Regions from separate parts of the Hordeum vulgare genome. Here region 2 is linked to region 1. Evidence: chromatin contacts called from public Hi-C data. All regions are on one chromosome and are shown on one strand. Each heading gives the region's core, a stretch centred on a gene start, on an enhancer-like site or on the middle of the called end of the contact. The rest is flanking DNA. Distances are from core to core; before and after follow the strand shown. Region 1 holds the start of LOC123404797. Region 2 holds the start of LOC123401271 (ribonuclease J).

Region 1 (5,795 bases), core at 987-3,486:
CGTGGTCATGTTCAAAATATTGGACAAAACCCCTCAAAACCCTTTCTGCCTATTTCAAGCATTTGAAATATTTCTATAAGAAATATTCTCAAATAATTACAAGAAAATTCTAGCAAGTCACACATGATATATGTGGTGATCTTGCAAAGTTTCATCTCAATCCTAGTTGATTTGTTTCACCAAAATATTCCAAACCCTCTTTGCCCACAACAAAATTGGAGGAACTATACATTGCCAAGTTCTCCCATTTGATCCCAAACCTTTTGGGCAAGTTCTAATCACTAACTAATGCCTCCACACAAACATGTTCATTAGGTGTAATGATTTTGCATGGTTACGTCAATGGAAACACATTTTTGTTGATTCCTAGGGTTTTCCATCTCTACATTGTCAACTTTCCTCAAATGAGCTCAAGCATTGTGACCACTCTCATTTTACTCATCATTTGGTCCTGTTAAATCTCACAACAAGTGGGAAATTTTATCTTTCCGAAACACACATCGAACACCTTCTCGTGATTTGGGGAAAAACACATTTTGACCCCTTCCAATGTTCTCCTTCACCCCAAATTTCTACCAGAGTAGCTCCTAGTTACCATTCACCTCTAGTAAAAGTCTCAAGCCCCTGCTCAATCATGGAGCGGAGTAAAAACTCTAATTACCCCCTCTGGATAGCTATGGCAACACCTATTTTACCTCCCCCTCTCTCCATTTCTTCATCCCTACTTTTACCTTAGCTCCTAGGCACTCATGGGCGTCTCCAAAACCACGCTCTAGAGCATGCGACAGTGCACTCCCGCGCTATAGCCGCCCCATCCCAAAGCTCCCAACTACCTCGGGCCTCCCGAGCACGCGTGTCGAAGCCCATCGTCATCCGCAGCATGTCATAGCCCTGTCCCCTCTTCCTTCTCCCTCCTGCTGCCCTTCCTCGCACGTGCGTCGGTCGCCCGAGAGCCCTAATGAGCAAAATCACATGGGCGGGCTTCAAGCTTCCCCCCGTTCCTCCCCTTCCCATCCACAGACCAGGACCACGTCCATAACCACCGTATACATGGCCTAGGGCATCCCAGAGGCCCATGGCAATGCCCTCGAACTCGCCATGCTCTCTGTCCATGGTGAGCTCCAGCCACCACTATATAGAGGCTCCCAGGCCTCCCCCTTGCCTCTGATCACCCTAGCTCCATCCCAGTCGACCCCAAGTAGCATCTACGCACCCTCCGAAGCATCCAGAGCTCGTGATCAAGTCGAGTGCTGCCGCCTCCGGTTGTCTCCTCCGGTCCTGATTCCTCTCCCCGTGATTGTCTCTAACCTACCTGATGTGATGCCCTCTATCTGCCGTTCATTCCAGCAAGGGATCGTCCCTGACGACCTCCACCGAAGCTTCTACGCAACGAGTACACATGGCCGGTGAGCCGTGTAACACCTCGGAACCGACGCTCGAGAAGATTCCCTTTTTATTTCGGTACCACCGTGTGATTTATTTGGATGTCTCATTTATCATCGCATCATGGAGCTCATCTGCATAGTGTGGGTACTTTGTTGTCGTCATTTAAAAAAATTGCATATGTTTGTAGTTACAGGTCCACTCCATTTTTGTCGTTGATCGTTTGAGACCAACCACACACGCACGCGCCCGCAACATCATTGAAATATTGTTTTTAAATGTGCGTATAAAATATTCTCAGAATGGGTTGGAATTTGGCATGCAGTCTTAATATAGTGTAGGTACGCAGCCTGCCAAATTTCATTGCAAACGAAATTAGTTTGATACCCCAACTGTCAAATCTATAGCGGCACTGCGAGTCAAAAGTGAGACATTTTTTAGTGTTTAAAAATCTCAGGCCGGGCTACCCATTTTTCCTCTCATCTTTGCCTAGCCTCTCTGCACAGTGCACTGAGCTGCTCGCAACCTAGTGAGGAACTTCCCCTGGACCCGAACCCGGCGGTCATGACTGTTGGATCCAGATCAACCCCGTAATATCCCAAACCATCATCGGTCTTTCATTTCGACCCCTAACCTATTTAACCACGACCGAACGATTTAGATCGAAGGAACCAAATAGCCCCTATCCCAATCCAGCTATATTATATATATATATATATATATATATATATATATATATATATATATATATATATATATATATATATATATATATGCAGCCACCTAGCCCATTTTAGATCAGCCTTAATTTCTAGGAGAAATGTCCCATCCTCGCTGCCACTTCCATACTCCTCCTCAGATCCCCGCCACCAGCCAGCTCGATACCAGCCAACCACCAACATCCGACGCTGCCCCTTGTTTTCTGTGCCTGGCTGGCCCACAGCCTCCGCAACGCGTTCCTACCTGTCCTCCTGGATGCGTCCGTCGCACGTAGGGAGCCCGAGGCTCCCCGTGCGCATGCCCGTAGTGCCCTGCAGCCCGAGGCCGCACCCTCTTCTGCTGTTGTCTACCTTGTCGACCCCAGCTTCGCCCCGCCTCCACCGGCCGGCGAGCCACAAGAGCTCGCCCAACCGTCGCACCCTCAAGTTGTCCTTGCTGCTAGCAACCGCAGGTCGACCCGAGTCCCTTCCCTCTCCTTCCTCCTTCCTCCTCTCTCCCCTCTCCCTACTTCTCTCATTCTCTCTCTGTAACTCGAAGCAACAGAAGCTCCCCCCATGGCCGCATGAGCAGCAAGCTTTGCCACTTGCCGTCATTCTTTGCCACATCCAGCCCCCTCCGCGATGGATCCACCTGTTCCCGCAACCCAAGCTCCATCCAGCCATCTCCTCGCCTCGGTGGAGCTGCCTCTTATCGCGTCGCCCCTGCAACGAGCGAGGAGCTCGCCTGCCTGTGTCAACCTCCCGAGAGGCCCTGTCCATAGACCAGTTCGGGTCAGACGTGGGCCAGCCTCATCACGGCCCAACGGCGTCCGAAGGCCAAGTGGAGCCCAGGCCCAGCCGCGTCTTCGCCTGGCCTGCCTATGCCCCACCTCAGCCCATCAACGAACGGAGTCCGAGCGGCCTCCTCTCCGACTGGGCGAGGCCCAGCAAGGTAAGTCAACGCCAACCGCCCCAGTTTCTCGCCGTGGGCGAGATTTTCTATGCTACGCTCGCCAGGATTCGCCCTGTATTGTTTTTTTAGGTTTTCAAATTTGTTGAATTTTCTAGAGAATTTTTAATTACAAAAAATGCGTCATTTTAAAATGCTAATAATTGATTAACCATGGATCGCATGTAAAAACTTTATATATGTATAATGTTTGGAATTTCATGTAGATTAATAATAACCAACTTTCATGCACGGTTAAGGATGTTTAACCCCTTGTTTGCATTGTTTTACGTGATGTAATATTAAAATGATTTAGTTCATAACAAAATAATAGTGCATCAGATTTACAAACTTTATACATGAAAAATGCTTAGAATTTTGTGCAGTTTCACTATATCCAACTCTCACATGTGTTTAAAATGTTTAACTTCTATTTTTATTTAATTTGCACAAATGACATGATAAAATATTTGCCTCATAATTAAATAATCGTAGGTCCGATTAAAATGATTCACATATGTAAATTGACTAGAAAAATGTGTAGAATATCATGATGGCATTTATTTTGCTGTTTAATAACTCTAACACTGTGTTATAGGTAGAACAATACCAAAACCTTAATATACATATGGGGACTTTCCGGAATTTTTGTTCATTGTTTTGGCCGCATTTAACCTGCCTAGAATTTCATGTAGTTTCATAATATCTTGTTGCATCCATGATCAACATGCTTGTGGCTGACATTTGCACAAATTTTGCATTCACACCATATCATCTTGTGTTGCTCATATCTTTTAGATCGAAGCTCCATTTTAGATGATCTATATATGTAAATCTACTAGAATGACGTGTAGAATCACATGGTTCACTTTATTTTTATGTTTAATAAATACAAAAATATGTTTATTACAGAACTGGAGCAATTTCGAAATTAACATATGGGGTCATTTCAGAAATGATATATGTTGTTTCCGACCTCATTAAAATGCATATATATGTAGTATATTTATGCTTCACCTTTTATCATGTTTAACAACACTTAACATGGTCTTGTACCTAAACGGGAGTGAACTAAGTAATTCAAATATAGAGTTTCATCAATGTGCAAGTCATTGTATATTGAGATTCACTTGATGTGTAGGAGTTTATTGTTGTGCATAATTAATTGAACTTGGATCATATTTGTTTGCTCATCATATCTTTCATATGTTGTGGTGTTTATTGTGTGTTGATTGTTATTTCTGAATTGTTTCTTCACGATAGAGTTCCGAACCGCTTCGGGTGTGAGGATTCGTTCGACTACGTCGGTTCGTCTACTTCACAGATTCGTTCTTCTTCCAAGCGTGGTCACGGGCAAGATAATCATTTACCTAGGTACCACTACTATCATTGCCATGCTAGTTGTCTCGCTGCCTACCACCTGTTATGTCAAGCCTTCCAACATTTCCATGAAAGGCCTCTAACACCTCCACATCCCAGCAATCCTTTGTTTGCCTATGTTACTGCTTGCTCAGCCTGTCTTATAGCGTTGCTAGTTGCACGTGCAAGTTGCTTCCCATGTGACAACATGGATTCCTTGATATATCATAATACTATTTATATTTAATTTAATGCACATCTATACTTGGTAAAAGGTGGAAGGCTTGCTCTTTTGCCTCGATGTTTTGTTCCACTTTTGTCACCCTAGTACTTGTGAACCGGTGCTATGTTCCACCATTGAGCGTTCCTAACATGTTTGGGTTGTTATGGGAACCCCTTGATTTTTTGGATAAAACTTGTCCGGCAAGGCCCAACATTGGTACTATATTTTCTTAAAATAATAATACTGAACACCACTCGTAATACATAGGGAGTTAGCACTATCCGTGGATTAATTCAACATAATACAGGGGGCCAATGCTGATGGTGTTGGTCCCTAATGGGCTGCGTGCGGGGCTACTCGGAGGAAACTCGAGGTTTGTTTTTACTCGTCATTAGACCCATCGGATAGTGCCCTGAGAAATAGATACGCGCGACTCCTATTGGGATCTGGTTTGTCGGACGGTCTTTCTGGATTTGTTTTACTCTTATCGAAGGTCTTGTGCACTCCATCGAGATATACCCCGTGATGCAACCCGACTTGAAGTATGACCCGGCTGGGACTGGGTGACTCACTGGTGATCCGGTCGAGCTTGGCGACTCACTTGTGACTCGGTAGGTGGGTCAAACGAATGACAAGACTAAAGACCCAAGGCCCGGTGTGCACCCCGACATAAGGCGGCTCATAGAGAGGCCAGGAAGAACGACTCACAAGAGAAGCCAACGAAGAGGAAAGACTCCCCCGAGAAGGAAACAAGACCCGGATTAGGATTGAAGAGAGAGTAGTCCTAGTCCTACTCCTAGTAGGACTCTACATATAAACCTACCATTTTCATCTATATAAGGAGGGGTAAGATGCCCAAGAAGGACAAATTAAGTTATTAGAGATAGACAGATTAGACACCCTTGAAATTAAAGGTAGCGATTTCGCACCCTTATAATCTAGATCATCAGTTTCATCAATGAAACACAAGCAGAACGTAGGCTTTTACCTCCATCGGAGGCCCGAACCTAGGTAACCCGCGTCTCTCACTTTCGATCAACCCCTCTCAAGCGGTCAAATAGTTGCGATTGCTCCACACCTAAGTCCTTGCATGAGGACATATGTCGTGATAAACCACGACAATTGACGCCCACCGTTGGACCAACATACGGTGGTGTTATGTTCTTGAAGGAATCTTTTCACG
Region 2 (5,795 bases), core at 1,298-3,797, 370 kb after region 1:
TATAACATAGATGCACTCGACAAAAATCATGGAAGCTAACCACAATGTATCAAAAAGCCATCTATCCGAATTTAAAATGTAGAAGCACGACATGTATGTAGCACGTCATATGGACCAACGATGCATCATCCTTTCGTCTTTCCTAAGGTACGCCCGAGCTAGACACTGGCAACGTCGCCCTCGCGTGCAGCGTTGGTGAGGCTCCCGACCACCTAGGTGCCCTGATGTTGACGGCCTACACAGATGGCTATGTTAGCAAAGGCGACACAACAACACGGGGATGGAGGATCGAAATCATACCCAGATCAGGGAGGTGCTCACCATTCAGGCCACCACGCTCGCCTTCAGGAGAGGATGCCGGCGCTGCGCTCCACCACGATAGGGTCAGCTACGACGTCACCCAGATCGGAGGGATTGCCGAGAAAGGCGAAAATGGCGGTGGAGCGATTAGATATGGATCGGTTTAGATTTTCCTAACCGTCTGATTAACAGGTTGGTGGGTTGCTTCCATCCTTGATTGATGGATGCATTAAGTGGAGCGAGGGAGACGTTCTCAGCCTTTAGATGGAAAATGAATCAGTGGTACAAGATTGGTCTGACGAAGGAAATAAATCAGACGTCTGCGGGAAAGTGTTTGCCTATATATAATGAGGGATATAAACACGATGCAACCTATGCCGCACAAACACGCACGGGAACTGGTGGCGTGTGCATGCGACCAGGATGCGGTATTGTAGCGGTGTCGTGGGGAGGAACGCCCGTAGTCTGGCCCCGGGATGTAGCCATAGGGGAAACTCGTTAACAAATTTTGGTGTCATGTTCGTATGATTGCTTGGCCCTCGGTAGATCAACTGTGTGCCTCGGATTAATTATACAACAAATTCATGAGATCCGGATAATCAGATATGTGAGGAGATATAAAACTCCCTAATTTTGTGACACAACCAAAAAATAAAATAAATTTATTCTCAAAAAACAATGATCACCAGACGACGACGAAAAACATAAAATTCTTGAAGACATGAGGTCCCCTCACCTTTCACCATCGAGATGGCAATCGAAGGCGAGCGAATCGAAAATTTCCACGTGACGGCCGCAACTAGCCTAGAGTTCCGTGGATTCTTCACACGATAGTTCTTTTGGTCTTGCATAACTTGAGATATAGCTCTCGCGGTTTTCCTCAGCCCGTTGGAGTTGGCTCAACAATTGCCCAATTCCTAGCTGGTCGCCCGACAGTAAGGCTGGTCGTAATGGAAGTATCATAAGCATTATCCTGCATGTGAACTAGGCTTATTTGATGACGTGGCACACTATTAAATGAGGAAAAAGAGGATGTTGTATCATATTAAATGTTGTACTACTTTGTGTCATGCATGACAATTAATAAGGCAACCTAGATATTAATTTATGATACTATGCATTATGAAAATAATACATATTACTAGTGTGTGATACTCCCTATTATGGACAACCTAGGCTGGTCGTAATGGGAGTATCATAGATAGTATCATGTATATCAACTAGGCATATTTGATGAGGTGACATTCCTATAATTAAATGAAGAAAAAGAGGATTGAGTATCATATCATAATACTGTATCATATTAAATGTTGTGCTACCATTTGTCATGCATGATAATAAATGAATTATGCTACAATACTCATCTACTCCGTCCGTTTCTAAATATAAGACCTGTTAGAGATTTCACTGTGAAATACATACAGATGTATATAGACATACTTTAGAGTGTAGATTTATTCATTTTGATTCGTATATAATCCATAGTTGCAATCTCTAAAAAGTCTTATATTTACAAACGAAAGGAGTATAATACTATGCATTAAAGATGTAGTATCATACACTAGTATCATATGCATGATACTTAATATAATAATCTCTCCGTTTCTGAAAAAACATTTATCTTTTAAAGATTCAACTACACACTACATACGGAGCAAAATGAATGAATTTTTACTCTAAATTATCTATATATATATATATATCTGTACGTAGTTTATAATGAAATCTCTAAAAATATAAATATTTAAGAACGGAGGGAGTATATAATACTCTCTGTTACAAGGTTTTCCATTTTATTGCGTAGTTACTCTTTGACCGCGATACAAACATTAACAGAAAATGAAAGAAACCGCCGATAAATGAAAGAAGGGAACCAACACAATGTGACTTCTCGCCTGTTGGACAATATGACAGAAGCGCAACCAATGCACCTTCAAGAAAAAAGCTCCCAAGCATGAGAGTTATCATCGCAAGGATCACAAATGACATTGGAGCAATGGAGGTTAGCGGAAGCTAAATGCATAAAAAAACCTTCAAAAAACCACCGTGAGATATCAAACTATATGCCTTTTTTTTCTTTTTCTTTGGGAAGTTTGACCGAGGTGGTTAAACGACCCTTACATCACTTTCTTTTTTTCCATCGCTTTCCAATTGCGAGCAAGGGTGAAACTTAAAAAAACAATACAAACATTAACTCCCCGACCCGAAAGAAAAACATTAACTCGCCAACCACGGCTCCTCCGTTATCCCATTCGCTCTCTCGCGGCCTGTGCTCCACTCCACTCCACGCCCTCCCTCCCGGCCCCCGGTCCGAACCTCCCGCGCCGCCGCCATGGTCGCGCTCGCCTCCCTCTCTTCTCTGTGCCTCTGCGGCTTCGATCGCCGCCGTTCCGCCTCCGCGCCAACCTCCATATCATGCTGCGTGGTCGCAGCTCCCTCCGGCAGAGGTAAAATGTCTCGACTTTCTGAACCTTCATCCCCTGTTGACGAACCTGTCCTTTCTCTCACCCCAAATTGGCCTACCAATGTGCTTCTCCTCTTTATTTGACAGGGTCTCACGAATCCAGAATACCCCGTAGAAGGTTCCGAAGAACCGAGGGTGCTACTAAGAGCATGGAAGATTCAGTCAAGCGAAAGATGGAGCAGTTCTACGAGGGGGTGGATGGTCCGCCCCTCCGGGTCCTCCCAATCGGCGGCCTTGGGGAAATCGGCATGAATTGCATGCTCGTCGGGAACTATGACCGTTATATTCTGATTGATGCAGGGGTTATGTTCCCAGAGTATGTGTTTCATACTTGCATTCCTGTAGCTTGCTAATCTCTTTCTGCGTATGCCATCCTTATAATGCATTTTCTGACCACATTTAGAAATCATATATTCAAGTGAGGACTTAGATGAATAACTGTTTCTCTTGTAAATCACACTGCTTCACAAGGACTTCAATTTTTATGTGGATTCTCTAGGTAGACTTGTATAATGTGCATGTACAAAGTTTCCTGTTCCCTTACTCCTTAGTTGGTGCGGAGGCCGAGAGGAAAACTGTCATTATCTATTGTTTCCTGTCCACACGTGTTCTGAATTTTGACGTAGTGGGTTTTATTTGAACTTATGTCAGCTACGACGAGTTTGGTGTGCAAAAGATTATTCCTGACACAACTTTCATCAAGAAATGGAGCCACAAGATTGAAGCAGTTATTATTACACATGGCCATGAAGATCACATTGGTGCGTTGCCTTGGGTAAATAATTCTTCTGTTACTCTAATATAACATTTATCAGGATTGCTTGGCTATCTGCCGCTCACTTAATTGCGTGATAATGATATGAAAACTAACAGTCTTGTATCATGTTTTGAGTCACAATAGCACAATGGAACTCCTTAGTTGACAAGTTAGAACCTTTTGCTTACAGTCTGGTTCTTTCCATGCGTAGCATCTCTTAGTGGTCAAACTTCAAAGATAGGTAGTTTAGTTATACAACACCCTCTGTGTTGTACAATGCACGCAATCCTGAGCCAGAGTTTCCATTTGCTGAATAGCATGTTTCAGAAATAGCTGCAGTGTCAATTAAATCCAAGAACTGCCAAGGGAATGTCACATGACAAGTGTTCTTATGAGGAAAATCATGTGGCATCTCTAGTGTTTGTTTTGCTAGATCTTCTAGTTTGGAGGAAGTACTCTTGATAGTTCCTTCTAGAGCATTAAGTGGGAAATAGATCATTAACAATCTTTGCTTTCAAGGCATAGATCGATTTTGATTTGTCTCAACGTTAGATGTATGACTTGGGACCAGAAGTCACTTGATTTTATTTTGTGAATACCATAGTTTTTCTTTGAGTTAGTTTGGGCAAGGCTTGTTCAAACATGACACACTTAAATTATACACGACCATGCCAATGTTTGGCATCTGGTTAGCTCTTTTTATGTATACATTTTCTCTGCATTTTTGTTATTTTATATGTTGCTTTTCATAGACACTGCTAACTTGATATCTTGAGATCATATTTCTGAGCTTTTTTTTATCCACCTTTGGAAGTACCATATGCTCATTTGTCCCTTCATCGTTGCTGTTGATAGGTTATTCCTGCATTGGATTCGACCACACCTATTTTTGCATCATCTTTTACGATGGAGGTAACACTCAATTGTTTGATCACTACTTGCATGTTTCATGATGTTGATGTATTATTACTAGTATATTTGCTGCCAAATCTTCAAAAGTTATGACATGAATTTATTCTTATTTGGGCAGCTCATAAAAAAGCGTTTGAAGGAGTTTGGGATTTTTCTCTCATCCAGGCTTAAGAGTTTTAGAGTTAGAAATAGATTTCAGGCTGGTCCATTTGAAGTGGAACCTATCCGTGTAACTCATTCAATTCCAGACTGCTGTGGATTAGTACTTCGTTGTGGTGATGGCACAATTTTCCATACCGGTGACTGGAAAGTAAGTTATATCAGCAATAATTGTACACTGTGTTCTTTAACTGGACTGTTCGGTTAACTTATTTTCAATTAAAGATTGATGAATCACCAGTGGATGGAAAAATATTCGACCGACAAGCATTGGAGGAGCTCTCGAAAGAAGGTGTTACTCTGGTAAGTTGATCCCTATTGACTGACATCTGTACCTTTTTTTCCCAATTCTTTAGGCCGTTGGCATGTATTTCACATATACCATATTGTACAAAAATACTCCCTCATTGCCAAAATGTAAGACATAAATTTTGTCCTAAGTCAAACTTTTTAAAGTTCCCAAGTATGGTATTGTAGATGTTGATATTTTTCCCTGTGAACTTGATCAAACTTCAATTTTGACCCTATATTTAAAGCTACACAGTTACTATGGAAAAAGAACTACAAATATTTAAAAACTAAACAAGTGTTTTTTCGAGAAAACGCAAAAAGCATTTGCGTTTATTTGCATTGAAAACAAGGAGTTCAGTTACAATCGTCCTAGGACACGAATTGCATTACGATCAGTGGACATTCCAGGTTTGTGGGATCACAAGCCGGAGGCCAGGTGCCCCGGCGGCCGCCCAGGAACGAGCCTCGTCCTTGATCCTATCTAGAAGCGTATTCATGGATGGTGTTGCAGTATCAAAGACGCAGCTGTTTCTGTGCTTCCAAACCATCCAGGGCACGAGCAGCGCGGCTGATTTGAGGGCTTTGTGGAGGATCCCCGGCGTGTTCTCCTTGGCATGCATCCACCACTCCATGAGCGAGGGCTCGCGGCTGGGTATAGGAGCTGGAATGTGTAGCCAAGCCAGGGTCTCATGCCATGCCTCGCGAGCGAATGGGCATTCCAGCAGTAGGTATCGTAAGGTTTCCGTCTCTTGATTGCATAGGAGGCAGCATGGGTGGTGCTGCAGTCCATGGCGGGCCAACCTCTCGGCAGTCCAGCAACGATCCTGGTTGGCCAACCAATGGAAGAATTTAACCCTCGGCGGCGCCCAACTTTTCCATATGAGCTTCCAGGAGTAGCAGGCCGTCGATCCA

The links. A called contact is a pair of places that touch in the nucleus more often than the background predicts.
Region 2: a Hi-C map of seedling shows a contact between it and region 1, with 4 times the contacts expected there. The contact joins the promoter of LOC123401271 here to the promoter of LOC123404797 in region 1. A contact is called at or near these places in 2 of 6 Hi-C or Micro-C datasets (leaf and seedling).

What each region holds. Positions count from the first base shown.
Region 1 is chr6H:267,715,481-267,721,275 of MorexV3_pseudomolecules_assembly, forward strand. LOC123404797 reads left to right here and starts at 2,237. Exons shown (of 4, transcript XR_006611914.1): 1 at 2,237-3,033; 2 at 4,294-4,404.
Region 2 is chr6H:268,085,595-268,091,389 of MorexV3_pseudomolecules_assembly, forward strand. It overlaps LOC123401271 (ribonuclease J), which reads left to right and starts at 2,548. Exons shown (of 18, transcript XM_045095031.1): 1 at 2,548-2,747; 2 at 2,852-3,080; 3 at 3,416-3,539; 4 at 4,377-4,433; 5 at 4,552-4,743; 6 at 4,818-4,895. The coding sequence starts at 2,633.